Linked DNA regions of Sus scrofa: region 2 is linked to region 1. Evidence: chromatin contacts called from public Hi-C data. All regions are on one chromosome and are shown on one strand. Each heading gives the region's core, a stretch centred on a gene start, on an enhancer-like site or on the middle of the called end of the contact. The rest is flanking DNA. Distances are from core to core; before and after follow the strand shown.

What was found. A called contact is a pair of places that touch in the nucleus more often than the background predicts.
Region 2: a contact with region 1 is called in a Hi-C map of adipocytes, with 1.8 times the contacts expected there. The contact joins two enhancer-like sites. A contact is called at or near these places in 21 of 47 Hi-C or Micro-C datasets (adipocytes, alveolar macrophages, brain and 13 more) and 1 of 2 datasets of contacts at active chromatin or transcription factors (skeletal muscle).

What each region holds. Positions count from the first base shown.
Region 1 is chr1:194,779,209-194,783,402 of Sscrofa11.1, forward strand. RHOJ (ras homolog family member J) reads right to left here. Exons shown (of 5, transcript NM_001168417.1): 2 at 3,419-3,477. Among named protein-coding and RNA genes, the nearest start is that of GPHB5, 44 kb to the left of the region's middle. Within about 2 kb of position 2,038, at least 4 of the 83 cell types and tissues checked have an H3K27ac peak or open chromatin away from gene starts, as enhancers often do.
Region 2 is chr1:194,860,186-194,864,379 of Sscrofa11.1, forward strand. No RefSeq gene overlaps it. Among named protein-coding and RNA genes, the nearest start is that of RHOJ, 18 kb to the left of the region's middle. Within about 2 kb of position 2,381, at least 3 of the 83 cell types and tissues checked have an H3K27ac peak or open chromatin away from gene starts, as enhancers often do.

The DNA.
Region 1 (4,194 bases), core at 788-3,287:
TCAGGGGTTGGGGGAGAGAGCTCTGGTCTGACAGCACTGCCCTGTGCTCTCAGTGTGAACACATGATTTCGTTATCAACTCTCTTTAGCAAATGCTTGTCTGGCTTGGGAAGTGCTGGAAGCATGTGTCTGGCCGGGCTGGTGGGGCTGCTGTGGTGTCTGAGGCAAACAGGTGTGCAGAGTGAGGGGAACCATGTCAAATGATTTTGTCCAGGGAGGACTCTGAGGGTAGACGGAATGAGTTCCTATCCCTTTAGTTTTCTGAACAAGGATGCTTCTTGAGGTTGTTTATGTTAACTCTGAGCCACAGTTAGTACGAGACAAAGACAAGGGCACTGCTTCTTGGTTTGCTCATATAAGATCATCTAATTAGAACATTCCAGCAAGATGGAACCCTATAGCTGGGTTCAGAGACTTATTTCTTTTTAGTGGCTCAGGGATTAATCAATTGGTTTTGAGACCCACCTCTCTTTCTTGTTCTTAACTCTGACCAAGTGAGTAGTTTTGAATTAGTCATAGATTTCCCTTAGCTTTGTGACCTCAACAGCAGTTGCTACAATAGACCTGAAGAGGCTAGGTTATTCTCTCTGAGGCTGGGAATGGAAATTTTGGGACAAAGCTTCAAAATTAAATTTGTTACAAAGCCTTATTGGAAGAGTTATAGAACCATGGGTAATGGTTATTTTCCACTGCATCCTCCTAATGTTGGGAACAATGTTTCAACCACCAAAGACGTCCAGGGTAGAGATTTTCACATTTTAATGTGCAGACGAATCACCTAGAGATCTTCTTACAATGCATTTTCAATGTGTTCCATAGGCTGGAGATGGGGCCTGAAATTCTGCATCTCTAATAAGGCCCCTGGTGATGCCGATGATGCTGGTCCCTGAACCAGACTTAGAAGAGTGGGTCTCCAAGTGTGGTATGCAGACCAGCAGCAGCATCATGAGGAAACCTGTCAGAAAGGTAAATACTCGGGCACCATCCCAGACCTGTAGAATCAGAAACTCTGAGGGTGGCACCCAGTGGCTGGGTTTTGACAAGCCCTACAGGTGATTTCTGATCCCTGCTCACATGTGAGAACCACTGTTCCACAAAAGGATAACCTGTCATCCTTCTGAGGGAGGCAATTCAATATTTCACCCTTCTTTACTGCTGAAAGTTCTCCCTTGAGTCTAGCTTCAAATTGTTTTGCTTAATTATTCCAGTTCTTTTAGGCATTTTTGAGGTCATTTTTAAAGTTTCCAATTATAGAATTTTAGTCCTAGAAGGAACCTTAAGATGTGTTCTGATTTCTTTTCCCCATGATTTGTGCTCCCCTATCAACCTTGTCCACCTCTGGGCTTTCAAAATCGCTGGTGGAAAACATTAAAGGGGAAGTTAAGTTGAAAAAGCAATATTTACAACCCACTTGTTGTTATAGTCTGTCTGCACATGTCACTTTCTCTGGTGTCAGAGGTTTGTGTCCATTTGGAGTTCAAAGATATTTTTTTCTACTGCTTTAGAGGCTCGACTCTTATGCTAGTATTCTTTTTAAAATTTTCTAAAAAGGACTGAGCAGTAGAAAAGAATAAACTTTCTTTTATGCTTTTATGTGGTTTTATTGGATTTGGAATTAAATAGAGGCGAAGGGAGGTTGTTTGGGGAACACTTGATGCACAGAAGCTAAGAGTTGCAGAGGGTTGCTATGGAATTGGGGAGAGCTGGGTGGGCGCATGGGGCACAGAGGGCTATTGTAGCAAGTGGGGGAAGCAGAGGAGTTTGAGTCATGTGGCAGTCCTTGCTGTATTGTACTTTTCAAAGTGGATGATAGTAAGACAATATGATGATGGGGGAGAAGGGTGTTGACTCTTTTCCAGGCTGTGAAGTCCTGATGAATGTGGACACCTCAGTGACCATGTGATTGATGGAGAGTAGGCAACTCCAGCCCAAAGGACTTCCTCTGCTGCTGCAATGCTTTCCAGTGGAGTGTGGTCAGGCAGGAGCTGTGCTGTGAGCCCTTGCTCAGAGGGGCCACATCAGTTTTCCACCCTGGGTAGCTAGGGGCAGCCTTTCCTAGTCCTGTGTCTTGCTATTATTGTAAGAGGTCTCCTCCACTCTCCGGGGCCTAGAGGAGTTGGCTAAACCAGCCATCTCCCAGGGAGTTTGAAGGAAACTTCAGGGTGGTGCTAGATTGCCAAGTTCTCCATAGCCTCTGACATCCCAAGACATTTCTGCAGTGGTCCTTGCAAATGTACACAGAAACCCCAAAGAAAATTTATTTATTATGGTTTTTTTTCTAGTAGAGAGGTTTCAAGTTGAGCAAAAAGACGTATCTCCAGATAATTGTGAAAAAAAAATGTGTAACTGCAAATGACTATTATCAGGAAGCTCACAGTGGGAATAAGCATGGTCAAACGTTCACTCCAAAGGACTTAAGATGTATGAATTTGGACAGACTGAGCAACCCGCTGATTTTGACCTAAATAAATGACCCAGGATGTACGATTACAAAAGCTCTGTCAGAGAAATTGGGCCACAGCCATCAATTGCTTAACCACTTCCCCTCTAGCCCGTGAACTTGTACCATTTGAAACTTTTCCTAGTGGAGTATGTGGGGCAGGAGGGAATAAAGATAAGGTGGCATTTTTACCCAGTAGAGCAAGTGCTAACTAAGAAAACATTAAGAGTGCCATCCCATGGCCTTACATTACTGGTTGGCCAGGTGCTCCAACTTGAAGAACTATTTCTGACAGAAAGAGACTATTTCAAGAATCTTAGAGAGTTTAGAGTCAACCTCAGTTATTCCTCACTTTGGGAAAACATCTAGGATCCTGGCTTTTCTTCTTTCTAACACTTAATCCATCTTTTTCCTACTCCCAGATTCCTATCTCCTATTTTTTTTTTTTTTTGTACTTCTCCACAGCCTGTTAGGCAATTCAAATAAAGAGCAGGAAAGAATATAATATGATGGAGTTCCCCTGTGGTGCAGCACCTCTGGTTGCTGCTGTGGTGCAAGTTCAATCCCTGGCCCAGGAATTTTCACATGCTGCAGGCACAGCCAAGAAAAAAAAGGATATAACATAAATGAAATAATGGCTGAAACTAAAACTTATTAAATTGACTCAGCAATCCTGGGTCTGGAATTGGTAGGAAGAAATGGGAACTCTTGACCAAATATGCTGTTTGGTTCATGACCATCATCAGTCAGTAAATGAATTATCTGCCTGTCAACACCTTGAGTCTTATAATGATTTTTTTGTAATGATGAATATTTTAAGATAGTAAAAATATTTTGGTTGTCATTTGGTTAGACTGTAAATTTGCCCCAGGTGATCACAGGAGGTAATATGTGTACCGTTCGTCCCCAGATGCCTAACCAAATGGATCAGTCTCCCCAGCCTCCTAAACCCTTAGTGAACCAAAGAATAAAAACATACCTGTCCTGCAGTGTCGTACAGGCCGAGCAAGTGCTGCTTGCCTCCCACTGTCACGGTAACTAGGGGAGAAGAGAAGGGAGAGTCTGTAAGTGCAAAAGCTTCAATCAGGAGCCTTTGCATTTCTCCCCACCAGCATCTCCCTGGGCAGCTAGGACAAGCCTATGCCTTGTCCATGTACGTTCTAAACCAAGCTGACAGCATGGTTTCTGAATGAAAGGCAAGCATGGGCCGCAGTGAAAGCAGCTGGGCTGAGCCAAGTCCTAATGTCTAAGGAGAGGTATGCACTCCAGTGTCACCAGGACACTCTGCAGCCTGGTCACCAAACCTGTGAGGGCCCTACCAGATCCAGCTCCTGAAGGAGAAGGATGCTGGACTCTTTCTGGGCCATGTTATTTTCTTCTTTGATTGGGTTTGAGCCAGCTTTTCAGAATATAGACTCACGTAAGCAACTTCTCTGTTAGGAATCTCTTGGCATTTATTTGTGGTTGAAATGTTAAAAAAAAAAAAAAAAACTAATAAGCCAAGATAGTAACCCACCTGCCTATTTTACCGTCTCCAAGGTAAAGCTCATAATGAAATGAGAAGAGCTTAACATTTATTTCACTAAGTTTTTTTTTTTTTTTTTTTAATTAAATAGCTCTGTGCTTTAGCCTAGCTGATTCATTACCATTGGAACCTTGGTTGCCAAAGAAGGTGTTATATAGGTTTGGGCTCCCGGACCTGAGGGAAAAGTAGAGGGTCTGGTTTACCCACTGGGCTTACTGCCTCGCCAGGAA
Region 2 (4,194 bases), core at 1,131-3,630, 81 kb after region 1:
GCTTGGATTTCAATCCAAGTAATCTTACTCCATACTTCGTGATCTAAATCAGTGAATTATTTGCTTTCTTAGATGGAGATGAAAAAGTAGATGAAGCTATATTTCAAGATAGGATCAAGAGAACTTTGGAACTCATTGGCTGTGGGTGCTGATGAAATGGAAGAGGTAGAGGTGACTCCCATGTTCCCCCCTGAATCAACTAGAAGGTTTCCATATTTATCAAAAACAGAAAGACTGGAGGATATGTAGATTTGGAGTGCATTTTGGCATGTCAGACATCTAAGTGAAGATATACAGTAGGCTGTGGCCTGTGTGGAAGTGCAGCTCAGGAAAGAGATCTGGGCTTGAAGATAGCTATCTTGGAACTGTGGCTCCTGGGAACTGTGATTATGCTTTAAGTCAGCCCACAAACGATGCAGAACCTGACACACAATGGGGACACAGTGATGCTGAATGAGTTTGTAGAAGAGCGTCAATCTTTGGATTTGGAGTACGCCATATATAGTACAGACTCCTGTACTATTCAAAGTTTATCAAAGTTTATCTTTCTAGATAGGTGGTCAACAATGGCCACTTGAAACAACCTCACTCCCCAGGTATTTCCAATGAAACTACGTGAAAGAAAAGCACTCTGAAAAATAACCATTTTGAACATGTACATGAACACGTAAAACTGTCTTTAATAAGTAGCTCTAGTGATCTGCATTCTTAGTTTTCTAAGAGATAGACATTGTTTTTCTGTCTTGTTTTTGTTTTTTAGTTCTAGAATTCTCCAATGTTATTAACCAATATAGTAGGCATTGAAACAATGATAACTTTTCTTATCTTTCAAGTCTGAATAGCTTCGTTTTAAAAGTTAATTTAGACATTTAAAAAATTTAGAATAACTTTAAAGAAGAGTTGCAAGAATATTGCAAAGAACTCCCATACATTTGTAATCCAGATTCAACAGTTGTTAACATCTTGCCACATTTACTTTGTTATGCCTTTTCCCTTTGTATATACACGATATTTCTTTGACCTTTGGAGAATACGTTGCAGATGTCATATTCCTTTGCCCCTAAATACTTAAGTATATATTTCCTAAGAATTAGCTCATTTTCATATATAGCCATAGTTCAGTGATCAAATTCAGTAAATAATAGCATATTTATTATACTATTTTATAATTTGCAGTCTCTATTCAAGTTTCTTCATAGTAATCTTCTCCATTCCCCCTCCCCAGAGGTTCCAACCTAAGATTATGCATTTCCTTTAGTCATCATGTTTCTTTACATCTTTAGTGTGGATAGTCCTTTAGCCTTTATTTGTCTTTCAAGATGTAATTTTTGAAGAATATAAATCAGTGTTTTATAAAATGCTCCCCATTTTAGGTTTAGCTGATGTTTTCTAAGGATCAGATTCAGGTTATGCATTTTGGGTAGGAGTACTATATAAGTTACAATGTAACTTATATAATAATGGTTGCATTATTCCCAGTGCACCATGTTAGGAGGCAGATGGTGCCAATTTACCTGATTATTGGTAATGGTAACTTTAGTCACTGGGTTAAAGTGGTATTTGCCAGGATTCTTCAGAATAAAGCTGTCATTGGTCCCTTTATCGTAAGTAATCTGAAAGAGTTAAATTTTAAAGTAAAACTTTTCCCTGAACATCTGCATCTACAACTCAAAATTTTGTTTGTTAATCGCCAGATCTCTAGGAGGAAGGTGCAACTAGGAAGATAGAAGCAAGCTCACTGAACGTGATATGGGACCAGTGCTAATTTTTTCAGCTTCTAATATGTATTTGTTGAAATTTCTCCATCACACCCTGGGGTTAAACTTGGAGGCTGGTGGTAGAGATCACATTCCTGATGTGGTTCCGGCCCATCTGGGAGACAGAAGGAGACATCTGGTCTTTGTTCTACCCCTACTGGACCACAAGGTTGTCTGATTTTTATTCAACATTTATCCACATTATTTTACATAAATTACCATTGCCTTAACTCCCCCCTACATGAGGACTTTAATATTCCTAATGTCCTGGAAGTGGGTATTGGCTTTTATCCTTGTCTCTCACACCCGATACTAATCAATCCTAGAATGCCAAAACAGGCCTTAAAACATCAAGAATCTATTCATGTATTTGTGAAGAAAGGTGCAACAAAGCTTGTTTTCATCTTATTCTTGAATTAAATGGTTATTTTCGTAGACATACTGTCACCAGTTTTAACAAAAATTCTGTAACAGCCATAAATATGAAAAATAACATACTTGTGTAAGGAATCATGCATATTTTTATTTTATAAACTTCTAGTGAGTCATCCAGTATGAATTTTGGCAGACTCACATAAAGTAGTACAGTTCTGTGATTTTTTTTCAGACTTTGATAACATCGGGCTACATTTTGTCTGTTCCACATCTGCTCAAAGCTTACAAGTTTACCAAAATTCCTGTTGTATAAGGACTGCTCTAAATGAGATTTCAGAGAGAATTCCCTTTAAGTATGAATATTCAAATAAAGGATTTGTGCTTAATCCACTCCCATAGAAATTGGCTTTCCTAGTCCTGTATTTCTGGTTGCTTCACCCTCGAGTGATCTCCTCAAGGGTTAAAAATAATTACAGGACATGTATTCCATTCAATCATATAGTCTCCATGATTGACCCCACAGTAATGGAAGGGATCACAAAACAGAAAGAAAAGTACATCTAATGCTCTTTAGTAGTGTATCACATCTGGTAATAATCAATTGCCTTATTTATTATTAATAAATTAAAATGTTTAATATCCATTTTGAAACAGGACCCTTACCTCCTTTGGTTAAGTACTGAGATTGGACACTTCAAAAATACACATTGCTGACATGAGCAACTAACCCTAGCCCAATAGCAGGTTGAGTAATTTGAGTGCTCTTAGAATACTTTCAACTAAATAAAAATTATGAAAATTTTTTTGTGGCCTTGAACACATTGTACTTTATAATAAATTATAAGACATTTTCTTGCACAACATAGTTTTAGACTCTCTTATAGTGTTCAATTGCTGCAAGACAATTTTCCTGTGGGAAAAATATCAAAAGACCCTAATAATTTGATAATGTTCCTCTTATTTCTCCTTCATGGAAAGAATATTGAACAATTTCAAATTGATCTCAAGCATTATTTAAAACTAAGATACAGAGGGTATATTTGTTAGGGTAAAGGCTAAAGTACTATAAAAAAGAAACCTAGTAATACTGAGGCTTAAAGAGTATTTCATTTGGAATGAGTTCCAACTATACAACACAGGGAACTATCTCCAATCTGATGGGACAGACCATTGTGGGAGATGGTATGAGAAAAAGAAAGGATATATATGTATGACTGGATCACTATGCTGTGCAGAAGAAATTGGCACAACACTATAAATCAACTATAAAAAAAAAGGAGTACAGAAGCCTATTTCTTTTGTGCTATAGTTTAGTACATGTAGACTGGTGGGTCTTTCTGCTCCACATGATCATTCAGGAAACCAGGTTCCTGTCACCTTGTCTCTGGCTCTTTTTTAGTATGTTGTCTTTGTTGTTGATGGTTGAAGCTAGGTTATGGGCACATATGTGTTCCAGTCTTTCAGAAAGGAAAGAGTATGAAGAAGTGTATGTCCAATGTCTTAGGGTCCAGACCAAGAAGTGGCACACATTTGTTCTGCTCATGTTCCTTGGCTGCATAATTCCCAAATGCCAGGGAGTCTGGGAACGTGGTACAGCCTGCCAGTTGTGTATCCAGTGAAAATTGTCTTCCTATGAAAGAAGAGGTGGACATTTAGCTCTGTAGAGAGGTTGGATAACTTGTGAGGGGCACAAAGCTAGTAAGAGAAAGAGTAAGTGGGATTCAAAACCAAGTTGTCTTTGTTCCTTAAATACTGGCCTTAAATATTGTTTAACTGCTGTATAACAACCCATAATGTGGTTATTTTTTTATGATTCTGTGGGTTGGCTGGGTGGTTTTTCTGTTGCCTGGAATCACTCTTGTGGCTACTTTTCAGCTAGCAGATTGGCTCAAGGCTGGGTTCAGGTGAAGCTGCAAGTGGGGCACCTTGATTCTTTCTCTTGTAGCTTCTCCACATGACCAGCTTAGGCTTCCTGATAGAGTGTAAGACAGGATTCCAGCAGGAGGTATTCCAGGAGCATAGAAACAGAATCCACAAAGTTTCTGAAACCTGGCACAGGAAG